Regions from separate parts of the Zea mays genome. Here region 1 is linked to region 2. A link is a contact called in public Hi-C data. All regions are on one chromosome and are shown on one strand. The core of a region is the stretch at or near the end of the contact, and the rest is flanking DNA. Distances in the headings are between cores, read along the strand shown.

What was found. A called contact is a pair of places that touch in the nucleus more often than the background predicts.
Region 1: a contact with region 2 is called in a Hi-C map of bundle sheath, with 2.6 times the contacts expected there. The contact joins the promoter of LOC100284289 here to the promoter of LOC100381930 in region 2. A contact is called at or near these places in 4 of 25 Hi-C or Micro-C datasets (bundle sheath, ear, leaf and 1 more).

The regions. Positions count from the first base shown.
Region 1 is chr4:220,022,101-220,029,579 of Zm-B73-REFERENCE-NAM-5.0, forward strand. LOC100284289 (serine/threonine-protein kinase WNK4) reads right to left here and starts at 1,822. Exons shown (of 7, transcript NM_001398974.1): 1 at 1,568-1,822; 2 at 1,313-1,350; 3 at 891-1,121; 4 at 357-577; 5 at 99-256. The coding sequence starts at 1,672.
Region 2 is chr4:219,239,178-219,246,815 of Zm-B73-REFERENCE-NAM-5.0, forward strand. It overlaps LOC100381930 (transcription factor LHW), which reads left to right and starts at 3,870. Exons shown (of 10, transcript XM_008681465.3): 1 at 3,870-4,560; 2 at 4,917-5,084; 3 at 5,174-5,255; 4 at 6,171-6,212; 5 at 6,297-6,356; 6 at 6,927-7,638. The coding sequence starts at 4,469.

The DNA.
Region 1 (7,479 bases), core at 572-3,071, 780 kb after region 2:
TTATTGCACCATTCATATAAAACAAAAAGGAACAATCTGGTTATTTTTTAGCGAACTCTTGAAGTAGACAAGTACTATCTAGGTGACAGGTCACTTACTTCAGATATCTTCTTGTATATCTGAACAAAGCCCTGACATTCACTGTAAGGGCACTCACCAGTCACCATCTCAAGCATGCACATGCCGAAAGAGTATATATCCACCAACTCGTTGTAGTTTTCACCAAACAGCTCTGGTGCCATGAACTCTAAGGTGCCTGTGTTTCAGGTTACATGTTACCGATAACCATATCAAGCTCACCACAGATCTCCTATGCTTCAGAAATATGTGGCAGCGTAGCCTGTAGAAAACCGTACCTTGTATACTCTGTGTTTTCCTCTGCTGCATCACCATTGCCAAACCGAAGTCTCCAATCTTAACTTTCCCATGGTTCCCATTGATGAAAATGTTGTCACACTTCAAGTCCCTGTGTATGATTGGTGGCTTCTGACTATGCAGATAGGCTAGCCCTGTCAGTATTTGTTTGGCCCATCGCCTCATTGCCTTCATGTCAACTTTCTTGTGCTTCGTACGGTACCTAACCACACCATAACATAGATCATGAAAGGGGATGGTGAAGCTAGCTACTTCTGTACAGCTGCTGTCCTTCTGAATGGAAAGGAAAAAAGAACCAACTTTGTATTTATTTTTGTCCCCTGAGAAGTGAAAACTAAAACTACCATTAGATTTTAAATTTGAAAAAAGAAAGAGTTGTTCAGATTTTGTTTGCCATTAGTAAATAACTGAACATTTACCTTGCCACAAAATAAGGTACTAGGCACAAATAATAAAAACAATCACACTCCATCGTAGCAGCACATATAGGGAGGGGTTATGTTATATTTACATACTCTCTCAAGTTGCCGGACGTGAAAAGCTCAGTGATTATATTGACCGCCCTCTTCTTGTTGTCGACCCATGAGGCGTAGAGCTTGAGAATGTGCTTGTGATGGAGCGACCGCAGCAGCTGGATCTCCGTCTTGAGCCGCTGGAGCTCCTTGGGGGATCCCATGGTCCGGCCGGTTATCTCCACTTTAGCCCATGCCACCTCGATGCCTTCGACCACGTCGAAACCTTTGTAGCTGCCAACCAAATCGATCACGTGAATCAACAAACACAAGCAAGAAGTTTTCACGTCATATTTTTAAAAAAACAAAAATAATCTGGTATTCAAGGTTGAATCTTTATGATTTCTCGAAAACTCAGCCTGAAATCCAGGAAACTAGTAATACTAATTACTGCATAAACTGCTGAGGAGAGGGAAGGGAGGTACACTGTCTTGAAGGCCCCTGATCCCACGACCTCCTTGTACTGCAATGCACGCACGAAACCGCTGAGATCAGGGAAAGATCTATAGTTTTCAGAATCAGACGAATAAACGCAGAAGCTCAGAATACAATCAAGATTCAACATTCAGGAAACTGAAAGCCCCCAGCGCCAACCCACCCGGCAACCCGACGAGACTTATCAACATGGCGGCATTAGCAGCAGAAGCGAAGGGACGGCGGTTGGGCGGCGCAGCACATACCCTGAAGTAGCGGCCAGTGGGGTCGACCTCGTCGACGTCGGGGTCGTCCACATCGTCGGGCGGCTCCGCCTGCTCGCCGCCGGACACATCCGGATCCGAAGCCATCGCGCCGGCGCGCTGCTCTGCCCGCGAGATCAGAAGTCGAGCCGGCGATGAATCGACGAGCCCTAGCAGGCTAAGGCGCTAACGCAGCGCGAAAGGCGGCGTGCGAACGCGAGTCTGGAGTTCCGGACTTTGAACTACCCTTGTGAGTTGTGACTCAAAATACAGTAAATACTCGTTCCAAGTTCCACGGGCACAGCGCCGCGGGTAGTTAGAACTTAGGAACGGGATCACGTGAGGCTGCATGTGGGCCCGGAGACATGGCGAGAATTACACCTGAGGATGGGCTATCGAATCGCACGAGGGCTGGAAACGAGTTGGTCTTGGCTCGAGTCGGCGTGGCTAGGTGACTTAGGGCCTGTTCGTTTCTGTTGGAAGGATTAATTCCAAATCTCCAAAACTTATAGTAGTTATTAAAGAAATCCAAGTCAGATTTATTCCACCTTCATTCCATGCGAAACAAACAGACCCTTAATAAATTTGGCTCGTCTATTCAATGACCTTTAGAACGAAGTTCGGCTCATGAGCTATACTTTGATAAATAATACTCTATTTATCTTAAAATATAATTCGTTTAAACTAATCATATATTCGTTAAATAACATATAAATGTAGGTTACATGTGTGTCTATATTTATTCTTATTTGATTGAATATGGACAGAAAAAAATGAACTAGAAAGAATTATATTTTGGACGGAGGGAGTATTACATATATAGTGACTTAATAGTATATAAATGTGAAAAATATAATTATCATTCATTATTATGAATAATCTAGATTATAAATTGTTATATTTTCATCATCAAAGGCTAATGAATGAGTTAGATATCTCTAATTTTTTTAATATTCAATACGTTGATTAATTTGGCATAGTTCGCGAGCCAACTCGTCTTGGCTCACTGGACTAACGAGCTTGAAAACCTGCATCGTCTCGCTTGAGGCTCGCGAGCCGCCTCAAGCCAAACTGAGCCAAGTCGGCCCAAGCTCGAGTTGGCTCGCCAGCCTCGAGCTTTTTTCCAGCCCTAATCCCACCAATACGGTGTACGCGGGCCATATTTTTTGATCCACAATAATCTATAAGTCGAATATAGGCCATAATTTTTATCTAAAATCTGACCCAAAATCAAAAAACTCGATCTAACCAAAAAATTTAACGCGTTTAGGCAGACACATGTCGACCCGACTCGACACAAGGCACGAGTCAAACACATGTCATGCCAAACAACTCACGATCTGGGAATTGATCATAGACCGTAGCTGTAACACCCCTGGTGTTACGAGAACTAAAACTTTGGCATGACATCATATGCATTAGTATTACATTATGTATGATACACCTAGGATGCATCCACTAGGCTATTTCAAAACCAACATGTGATGTGATGCTTGTGTGATGATCTGACTTGGTAAAAGGGATTCTTGACCCTAGGTTAGAATATCTCTCGTTAAGAATTAGAAACATGTGGCCTTGTAAGATGAGTACTAAAGGATGATCTTGACAAGTTGGTAGAAATGCTCAAGAAATATTATCTTGGAGAGCTTAAGTGCTACATGTATCCTAGAACACTCAAAACCCTAATCTGGAACCCTAAATAGTGCCCTATAGGGTGATTTCAGGTTCTATGCACTTTTAGTCAAAAGTGTATAAATCAAGATGATAGGGTAACAAAAGTTAAGCAACTTTCATGTTTGGGGATTTCCATATTTTGTGGTGAAACTTGGAGTAAATTGCAAAAAAGATCCATGAGCATCCTTGTTTTTTTTAAACTCTGAAAACAGTGTCAACAAGCCAACTTTAAGCCTCTGTATCTCTTGATCTATGAGGAGTTTGTTATGAGTCACCATAACAAAGATGTAGAGCTACTATAGTAGTACAAATTTGTGTAAGGAACCTAGCCCTAAAATTGTTTGGAGCTTAGTGTAAAACGTCTCCCAACTTGTGTTGTCATACTAGGGTAACACTGAAACTGAGAAACCAGTGACATTTCTCCAAGTTGGGAGCTAATTCGTGCCTGATTCATGGGGTTAAAGACTATGATCATTATAGCAAAGTTGTAGGTCTTGCATTGGAGATCAAATTCTTTATACCGAGTTGGACCTAGTGTTGTACAGAAATTAGAGTAAAACACCCCCAAAGTCGGGCTGTCAGGCGATTTCAAAATGGCATTCAGTATGTACAGTAAACTAAAAAGATCTCGGATTCATAGAACCTGCTGCCAGTGATCCCCGCGTCGCGATCCACGCTGGTGTTACGATTCATGCCCGATGGTGCGTGGATAACTACTAGAAGTAAAAAGATCGGAAGGGAGGTGGATATGGTCTCTAGCGTGAACTCATCGGCCGCACTCATTTGCTCTACGACGTGGCCGAGTGGCCGATGCTGTCGTGGCTGCCAGTGACCTCAATCGCGCCACGCCATAGGCCATCTTACCATGTCGTCGCAAGTCATGAAGAGTAGCCAATGATTGCCCTAGGACATTGCTCCATTGCGTGCCACGATGAACTTGCCTTAGTAAAAACATCTTGTCACCGCTGTGAGCCTAACTTCGTTCAAATCCGTGAGTAGCCGAGCCGATTCCTTTAAATTGAAGACTCTCCCTGCTCCACCCCCTTGTTACGAACCCAACGCAACCCCGACCGCATCCTACCATCCACCATAGCTCACAAATTTTGGAATTCTCTGAAATCGGTCATGGGCGTCGTCGTGATGAGTCTCGTCGTGGCCAAATCTTCTCATGTGAGTTTATACTTCTCTAGTTCTTGTTCTGGCATCCCTTTGATTCTTGGTTGCTCATTGACCTGGTAAATCGAACTATACTTTAGTGACCCTTTAAGAACATCACTTCGTCGTCGGTGAACATCGCTGCGAGCCATCTCCACGTGGAATCACTGTCCTAGTCCCTCGTCCACCTTCTCGGTCGTCGTCCCTGAGTCCTGGTGAGTCACTGAAGCTCATCGCACTTTCACTTCAACCGCTACCACGCTGGGTCACTGGGATCAAGCTCGACGACCCTCAGAATCTGCCATTGTTGTGGACATAAGGGATTTCGGACTAGATTAACCCAATTAATACATGGATTTGGATCATCTCGGACCGTGGATAACAATTAGATGCTCGGGTTTGACGGTCGTCGCCATTAGAAGCAGGTCCCATCGGGGATTGGTCGGCGGGCGAGCGTGCCGTTGTTAGGGACATTGAGTTTTGAAGAAATAGAAAGGGAAGGGCTTATGTAAAAACTATCAGTGAGACATGTGAATAGTGCCACAGACTCTTTACTGGATGTTCAAAACGCCAGGGACCTCGGCGCAAATCTGCCAGCGCGGGAGTGGACACACTCGGATTCCGCGTGGAATTGGGCTTGTTGGGCTAGATTCGACCCAATACCGTTCATCAGTTTCCTTTCCCTTTTGCTATCAACCTGAGAAATTTATAGAAAATAGTAGGAAAATGGTAAAAATATGAGACCAAATTTGTTAAACTCCTAAAATCAAGTAGTATTTAATACAAACAATTTCAAGATTTTTATTTCAAACCCGGAATTATGTAGCATTTAAAGGTGCTTAAATAAAGTCTTTTATAATTTTAGAAATAGTTTAGTAATTCTAAAAATCGTAAAACTTTTTGGGTAGGCTTAATATGATGGTCAGAGACCCTGAGTAAAGTTTGAAGTGGTTTGGGCACTATTTGACCAAAAAAACCCAATAACTAGCTTCATAAGATTAATCATTTAATAGTAATCCTAAAGGAACACTTAACTAGGAAATCTTAGTGATTGGTTCGTACCGTGAAGGAAAGTTGTATTCAAAACTCAACTTACTATATTTCTATTGTATGATTGCTTATTCATGACATAGCATGAGCATTCATGTACATGTATTATCATGTATAGAACACGAGGAAGAATCCGTAGTAGAGGAGGAATTTGGCTCGCGAACCGAGAATCCTCCAGTGGAGAACAACTTTTACTTCGACACCTGCAGAGTGGAAATAGAAACTCCTACAACACAAGGCAAGCCCCGGTGCATTATCCCTTTCCTTGTTGTTTTAAAAACTTTATCACCTTGTTTGATGTAATAGGTGATACGAGTTGTGTGCTAAACAATTGATGCATTCCCTTCCTTGAAATATTGGTTACCTTTCCTTGTTACCTGATTTTATCAAACAAGTTTTCTGATGCTTAGCCTTGATTTAGAAAACAAAATGTTTTGTTTTAAAACAAAAGGTGATACTTCACACTGGATGGGAATTTTTACAAAAAAAAGAATTGTGATGGTGAATCCATCATGGTCGTGATGGGTCCAACATCTAAAAATAGTACCTCTGTCAGGTACCAAACTTTGGGTTTTTAAATAATAAAGATGAGACCGGACGGGTGACTTGCACGAGAAGGAAGTCTCGGTGTAGTGGCTCTGTCTGAGTCGTTTAAGGACCGAGCCGATGTAGGCTTGATGATCGAGGACCTTTTAACTGGCCACATGCCTCGTCATGGGTAAGCTTTGCCTCGGTCGGACTAACACCAGAAAGGCTACCACACAATGGGAGTGGAAAGATGGCGAGAGTAGCATGTACCCTCCATGGCAAGAGGCTGGATGGTGGAGTATCTGTGCTCTCGGTTGGCGTGAACCCATTCTGGTCTTGAGAAACCCGAGTGCGAGTTGACATATGCAAGGGTTAAGTGCTACATATGTCGTGTGGTTGGAGATCCCCAGCTGGGTATTAATCGATTCAGATCGCCATTACTTCTCGAACATAAAGACTTGGTCACTGCCCTACACGTAGCGACAAGTGAACTGAAGGGATGATAAAAGATGGCTAGTATAGGCCAAGTGCTTGATCTAAAAATAGAAAGGAATATAGATGCAGGTAATTACTTAACCTGATGAGTAAAATGAATTCTTAAAGATCCACTCATAGTAAGCTTTTCTGCAAAAAGAGCTTTCTTGATAAGCTTTACCTTGATTCCCAAAAGCCAGCATATCCTTGAGAGTCTTTTTCTTTAGACGGGTAAGACTTGCGAAAGTACCCTCCATACTCAGGGTTTTCAAACCCATGTTGTTGTAGGTGATGAAACTGCTGAGTTCTGTTGTTTCTGCTCAAGGTTGTTCCAAAGCAGGAGGAAGAAAATTAAGAACTACCTTTGGAAGGTGTTTTGCCTTCCTGTGATGTAATAAACACTCAGAACCCGGTTATGTAATAAAAACTCTCTATATATATTGTAACTATAAATGTAAATTATGTTATTGTAATCTCTTCCTCTTACTCCGATGGTGTGTAATGTCTGCATTATGGGATAAGCGCTCTTGGGCGATGTGATGGAGATACAGGTAATCGGACCTGTCGAGCTATTGAGCGCACCTGCCGACTGTCTGAGGTCCTTAGGACAAGGACATCAGTAAGTGGGGCCTAATATCTTGGGAGGTTTCGTTATAGTGGCCATCCGATATACTACTTTATGGAACAACATATTCTAGCCTTTTGCATCAAGGATGCATATGGAACCATTGCACAATCAGCATACTCAACCCAACACTAACCAAACACATAATATGACAGTTTTTCATGGAAAAAGCAAACTAAAGACTCAATTATGGCATTGCATCGCCATCCATATATTGCAAAGATGTCTATTGTCACCACTTCTATTGTGCGGCAAACATCTTTGATGTCTTGGTGTAATTCCTCCTACTACAACATCCTCCAAAATTTGAGCTAGTAAGACCCCTTGAAAACCACCTGCATAATTGAAGGTATCTGTCTTCCATTAAAACTATTTCATTACGATAGAGCTAGATTGACCAAAACATGGT
Region 2 (7,638 bases), core at 2,620-5,119:
CTAGATTTCTACAGTACTAAATAGAGCTCAAATCAAAATATCTGCCAGTACGTTTTCGGTTGAGTTTGTTTTTAGTGTTGCCTCATATGCACTAGAAGTTGTGTTAAGTTTTAGGGGTGTTTGAATGCACTAAAGCTGACTAAAATTAGTTGGAGACATCAAACATCCTAGCTAATAGTTCAACTATTAGCTATTTTTAGTAAATTAGTTAATAGTTAGCTATCTATTTGTTAGCTAGCTAATTTTACTAACAATTTTTTAGCCAACTAATTATTAGCTATAATACATTTAAACATCCTCTTAGAAGCCCCAGCCTTGATGCTTGAGTTGTTGATCGTTGTATTCTAGTTGGTTGGTTTTATACCTAGCTTTCACTTAAAAAACTAGACCGACAACTTTTTTTATATTTTCTTTTACTAAAATGTATGGTAAATGTTTTACCGTCCTTTAATGGAACAAAAAAAATGTGCCAGTGATTGGGAGCTCGAAGTAGTGCCTGCCTACTCTATTTGGTATTCGTCAGTAATGACGGAATCCAGCTTTATGGCAAGAACAAAAGTTAATTGAACCAAATTGGTCATCTACATAGTTCTTCCTGCTTTCTCCCCTACATCCATCCAGCGAGATTATTTCGATATATATATCTCGACCTTCTAGAAGAAACATGTGCGCTAGTCAATTTCTAGATCAAAGAGATCAAGTGCAAGCATCCGCGCTAACGACCCATCGAAATCTTTCATCGATTGGATTTGGTCATCTTCTCTAGCATTAAACAATGAAATGCAACACGTTCCTGCTAACGGCCTAATTCCAAACACGGTGCACATTATTCTTAATCATACATATATCAATCGCTTTCGGCAGCTATCTTGAAATAAAGTGGCGGCATATATATTTTTTTTGCGTGTGTGTGTCCATAGAGCTTTTTAGGTATGTGACTAAACATCGAAGCAACACACAAAAAAAAACTGGGTTGCTTTCAAACATGACTTAAACAGCGAAGCAACGTAAAAAAAGATTCAAGCTGCTGGGACATAACATGTGTTGGACTGGTCAAGGAACACAGCAACAATTAGGATATAACATCATATCATACCTGAAAGGGATACATCTGCATTTGCTCCCTTTAGTTAAAGGATTAGATGACATGAGCAGAACTAATCTCTTCTCCACAACCATTACCTAGCATAGTGGGTATACAAGCAAGGAGGGAGGGAGAGAAAGGACATTTCAGCGGCAGATGGGGACCAAACGGAAAGTGAGCAAGATCAAACGACAAAGATCTGGTTTAGCAAAAGCTGGATTCTAGTGGTAAAAGCATGGATTGACGTGTGCGTGTCGCCAGTTTGATTGCTCTGCTAGCTAGTCAAGGGTCTCTAACCGCTGCAAGCATTAAGTCCAGCGAGATAAAAGTGGATAACTTAGAGCAAATCCAAAAAATTAGATAAAAAGATTAGCTAAATTTAATGATTTAGCTACTCTCTAAAATAGATTTTAGAGAAAAAATATAGGCTAATCCAACAGACTCAGTAAAACATACGGACTGAATAGAGAGTGAAGCAAACTATCTAAAAATGGAGAGCGAACGTAGAGGGATAGAGAGCCACTAAATTTGAAGAGTCATTTACAGAGTCTATTGAATACACCTTTCTTCTAATATTAGCTAAATTTACCTTTATAATACTTATTCTCTTGGTGTTGCTCTTAGACCCTGTTTAGAAGCACCCATTTTTTAACAAACTGGTTTATATATAGAAATTGAGGTGGTTTCAAACATACCAATTTATGAATCAGTTTATAGAAATTAGATTCTTAGTTTCTTAAATATAAAAAGCTAGCCTCTCTTGACTAAAAGATAAAAAGAACTGAGTTGCTTCCAAACATAGTCTTAGTTTAATCATCAGGAAAAGTGCTGGTCTCGAACTGGAATGCAGAAATCCCTGAAACACATAGATCGATTTAAATGGAAGAAAGCTATCATTATATTGTAATTAACCTCTGGCCATATTTATTAGGTTCTAATCAAATGATCACCATGCATAGCCTCAATTACTCGCTAAATGGAGTACAACTTTGCTGGAAAAAGTCTCCAATCTAGCTAGCTAGCACAGGCGCAGCATTGGCCGTCTGAATGGCTTATCTATACACTTTATTACTTTCCCTCGCGCCCTTTATGCAAGGAAAACTATACTATACTACAGTATTTTATTTGTTAAAAATCTAAACTGTCCCCCCCCCCCCCCACCCCACCCCACCCGAGCCCCTCAAAAGCATACACGACCGCATGATTTGCACTCCAAGAAGGCCTTTTTCTGAAGGTCCATGTAACCATCATTGCTAATGCTCCACGGTATGATCAGGGTGTAGGCCAGGACGCGTACAAGTATGCAGCAACTAGCAATACTCTAGTTTTCTGCTCCTGACACATGTCATATATTCCCAATTGCGCTGCTCCTTTTCTTTTCTTCTTTATATTATCCAGGTATTTGTCTTGTTTGGAGCAATGCAACTTTTGGCAGTTGTGTACTACTACTGGTACTATAATAAAGCTTTGGTGACAGGTGGAAATTAAAATGACAAATAGCATTGCAGATAAATTAACGTGACGTTTGGTTCCCTATGGATTTAATTTTGATAAGTTCCATACCGCATAAAAACTAATACAAATCTCATTATCAGCTTAAGTTAAGCCCCCCCCCCTTTTGGCAACAATATTTTTTATGACCATGGTTTTATAAAATATTATACTTACAATTGCTATGCCAATACTGTAGTTTTTGTCATCTCCCAAATACCATGGTTTTTGAGAAACGATGTTTGGATACAGCGTTGTAAACCATGGTATTATTGTGCAAAAGCTAGCCATGCCATAAAAACTTTATGTTGGAGTGAAGTTTTTTTTCAATACTCCAAAAATATCATGATAGCTAGAATACCATGGATTTGGAAATATAGTTTCATGAATTTATTCTTATGACACAAAATATTATGGTATCACTAAAAACGACGATTTTGTCTAGAAACTATAAAGATGCTTTACTTCCAAACAGACCTAGAGATTGTGAGGGCCTGGCACAATATCGAATACAAAAATTTAGGAGTTGTTTAGGTAATTATGAGATTCTAGAATAAGGCATGAACCCTAAATCAGCAACGACGACGACAGCGATCTTGTTTTTCCGGCCGTGTTTATTCTTGTTTGTTTACTGCTACGGTGATACTGGTGCCTTGGGTTAATGTAAAGACAAAAGGATGGCAAAAAGTGAAAGTAGCTAATATGCAACCGGCGTGTGGCAACTCCAAAATCTAGGACGAATAAGTGCGCAACTGTTAATTTATGGACTCCTCATAAACAAAGGCATCTTTTGGTCTAGAAATGATTAAATTTATGGACTCTACTTAATGATTATTTGTCAAACTAGTCCATCAAGCCGTGTTCTTCTTATAGGACCAATAATTTTAAGAGACATACTTTACAAGTTTGTGAAAAAAAATCGGTACCACTACCTTTGTTCTTAAATATTTGTTGCACCTTAGTTTATTTTTAACTAAACTACGACAAATAAAAAAACGGAGAGGCAGTATAATTTAAATTGTTTAGGATATCATTTAGAAACTCTATTTTACTTTAAAACATTATGATAACTCTTTTACCTGTGAAACAAGAGACATTTTAATGTATAGCCATGTGCCCGGAGCCCGGAGACAAAAAAAAAGACTGGTCATCACAACATGGATTTGGTACAAATAAAACTATAAAGCATCATCTAAAGTAATTCTCCATTTTGCCCTTTGTGGAAGGAATGATGGCTGTCTCGGGAGCCGCGAAGGCAAGGGAAAAAAAAAAGAGGGAAAAGGAAAAGGAAGGCAAGTAAACAAAGCAGCAATGCGGACGAAAGCGAGCGAGACACACACAACACAACAGTGACGCTAGCTCTCAAGCAAATAGAGGCAGCAGAGCAGACCATAGAGAGTGGAGATCAGCCAGCAGCAGCAGCAGCAAGGCTGAGCCGCCGCCCCCACGAGTGGAGTGGAGGCAGCAGCCAGCGACAAGGCTGAATCCGGGAGGTCCGCGCGCCGCAGCCGTGGCTGCCATCGCAGGCGCCGCCGCCGCCGCCGCTTGTGAGAGGCGCTCGTCTTGTATTCACGAGGAGGGCGACGACACCCCCTCGGCAAAGGAGCTGGCCACTGGCCCCGCCCTGTGATGGCTGCTGCCCGTGCCCCGGCGGCGAGGGGACGCGTAGGTGCTCCGGAGGCGGCAGCTGCGTGGAGGGGCGGCGGTCTCCGCGCGAAGCAGGCCGGGCGCGCCAGCTGCCGCGGCGCGTAGACCGAGCGACTGGACGCCGTCTCTCTCTCTCTCTCTCTCGCAATCCGAGTCGGGGGCTCGGGGCTAGGGTTTTGGCGCTGAGGGCGCCGGGGTTCTAGCGGAGCGGCTGGAGGAAGAGGGGAGGGGGCGGGGGGCACGGAGATGGCGGTCGGGGACGCGCTGCGACGGCTGTGCGAGGAGATCGGGTGGTCCTACGCCGTCTTCTGGAAGGCCATCGGTGCTGCAGACCCCGTGTAAGCTGCCGCCTCCACTGTTTCCTCAGATTTTCTTTGGTTTTTTTGTGTTCGAGCTCGTCCTCCCGCTGAATCTTACAAAAAATCTAAGACTTCTGCCATTGTGCTCATTTTTCTTCGCTGGTATCCTGCTCGTTCTCGTAACAAAAGTTATTTTTTGGTCTTTGTGCTCATTCAACCATTCTTTTTCCAACCGTCAAGTTTTCGTTGCTAATCTGTTCTGAAAATTCGCTCGAAGTTTCGAAGATGGGAATATCTGAGCTAAAAAAGCCGAACAATTTCCTCCAAATTTCATACTCCTCATCGCCTCATGGTTATGGTTCCTCTGTCTCATTTCCCCCCCTGGAAATGCACAGGCATTTGGTGCAGGAGGACGGCTACTGTGGCCACACGTCATGTCCTGTCGGATCTGAGCCTTCCGAATCTCTGCCCAGCGACGCCGGGTGCTCTGTTCCTGCTGCTAACACCATCTGCTCGCTTGTTCACAGCGTTATGGCGTCGCAGGTCCATGTCGTCGGACAAGGGTAAGCAAAAGCAGCCGCAGCGATTTCTTGGTTTGGCCATCGTCTCTCTTGTTTAGAACGCGATGCGCCTGTGTTTTTTGTTTTGGCAGGACCGTAGGCCGTGCTGCGTTCAGTGGCAACCACCAATGGATCGTCCGCGGTACCGCCAATGGTCACGGGCTCTCCTCCGAGGTACGGCCAGTACTGCTGAGTGCTGAGTGCTTCTCCTCTTCTGAGAATTCTCCAGCGAAATAAATGCGAACCCAATTTCAGTTTTGTCTGGTTCCATTGTGCTGCTGCCACCTCATTTAAAGCACTGTGGGTATAGCCTTCTTCAGTCCTTCAACTTTTGTCAGCTAGCGAGCTGCTTTAATTCTGGTCCGCTCACACTAGACCAAAAATAGTGGCAAGTGACGCAAGCATCTGTTCTAAATATATCTCCAAATAAGCTTATCCTAAAAATATATCCAAAGATCTATCTTATTGTATTACATATAAACTATGAATATTAATATTTTCTAATACTCCCTCCATCCCAAAATAGTAGTTGTTTTAGCTCTAGATTTTTATGTCTACGTTCATATGGATGATTATTAATATAGACATATATATAGAACATACATTGATTATTGTATGAATCCGATAAAAAGGTAAAACGAATTTTAATTTGGGACGGAGGGAGTATATGGGGGTGTTTGGTTTTAGAGACTAATTTTTAGTCCCTCTAATTTATTCCACTTTAGTCACTAAATTGTGAAATATGGAAACTAAAATAGAGTTATAGTTTCCATATTTTGCAATTTATAGACTAAAGTGGAATAAAATAGAGGGACTAAAAATTAGTCCCTAGTAACCAAACACTACCTATATTTAGCTAAAGTTAAAAATGGTTGGCTCTTCAAAAAGAACATTAACTATTTTGAGATTGAGGGAGTATGAATGCGAAAAAAAATAAGAGGGTGAAGATCTTACACCATGTTTGTCTTTTGACTAAACCAAGTCGCTTTTGTAAACATCTTGATCTTTTAACTATCTTCTGTCCAATTGGGTTTTGTGTTTACGTAACCTGGTTGTCAAGATTTTACACTAAGTTTTCCAATTTTATAGGTTGCTGCGGAGATGAACAATCAGTTCAGAGTTGGCATTCAGGTGGGTTGGACTGAGAATTGGAAATGTTAAAAAGTATATAGTCACCATTTGCTTCTGGACCTCATTCTAAACTTCTTGCTGCAGACAATTGCGATCATTCCTGTGCTGCCACGGGGTGTCCTGCAGTTAGGCTCTGCTGGTTTGGTAAGGCCTCACAGTTCCAGATCATGCTACAAAAGTAGAGAATTTTTTGAAGTATTCGTCAGAGTTGTTGAACACTATCAGTTGAAATTTCTAATTTTCTATAAAAAGAACATTACTATCACACAAGGCTCTAGAAAAATAATTCTCCATCTGTGGATGGCTATGGAAGGTGGAAAAGAAAACAGTAGTGCATTGCTAAATGAGTATATGCCATTCAAAATTTTGGATATGTAAATTACAAAGCATGATGTTTCAGCCACGCTGCTCCAAATCTGAAGACCTATCTTTACCCTACTATAAATTTCAGAATGTCCATTGATTTCGTGGTAAAATGTCATCTATGCCTCCACAGTCTGGTATCCTCGTTCATGATTGAACATCTAGACACCTTGGCACATAAAAATTCCCCACTATATAGTGAATCCTTTTTTGTGCTTAGTGTTGGAAATTGTTGTGAAGAACAGAAAAGATCGTGAAATCATTGTTTAACTTCACTGTGATGGTTAGTAGTAGGGTTTTGCATGCTCTCTAAATATTTGGAAATTGAAATAATCGGTTGATTTTTGGCAGGTTATGGAAAACATAAATTTTGTGATGTTTGCAAAGAAGTTGTGTTCTCAGCTAAACAACCGTTCAAGCATGGCTGCATCTGCTTCGGCTAAAAACGCTTTAAGTCAGCATGGCCAGTCACGTCCTGATACTGCAACTGTGTCAACTAGGACACCACCAAATGCATTGCTGAATGCATCTTTGCTTAAGGTTGCACAACAGAGTGGTCACCCTGTTAGAGAGCACGTTGTCTATGCTGAGCCTGACCTTAGGTTTAGACAACAAGCATCCTTCTGCGAGAACCAATTTGGAAGTAATTTACAGAGTGTTGTTATGAACTCAAGTTTGACCTCCCCAAGCTTGGCATCAGTTAAAAAGCAGCCACTCTTGATGAACAGCATTGGGCAGTTACAGTTCAGTAATTATGTGCATTCATCGGCAGATTTGGCAAGAGATGTCATATTAAAATCCCTTGTGCGCCAGGACTCTTCTGTCTGCGAAACTACAAACATGAATATGCATCGTGGAAGATATATGGTATCCAATGATATAAATGGTTCTGGGGATTTTGATTTTCTCCCTGTAGGTGCCAAAGCAAGCAGAGCCAACTTATCAACCAGTGTGTCGAGTCAAATATTGGACCACACAACAAGAACACTGCAGCAAAAACAGTCTCTTGTCCCATTCAAAGTCACCCAATCTTCTGAATTCAATAAGAAAATGGAGAACCCTG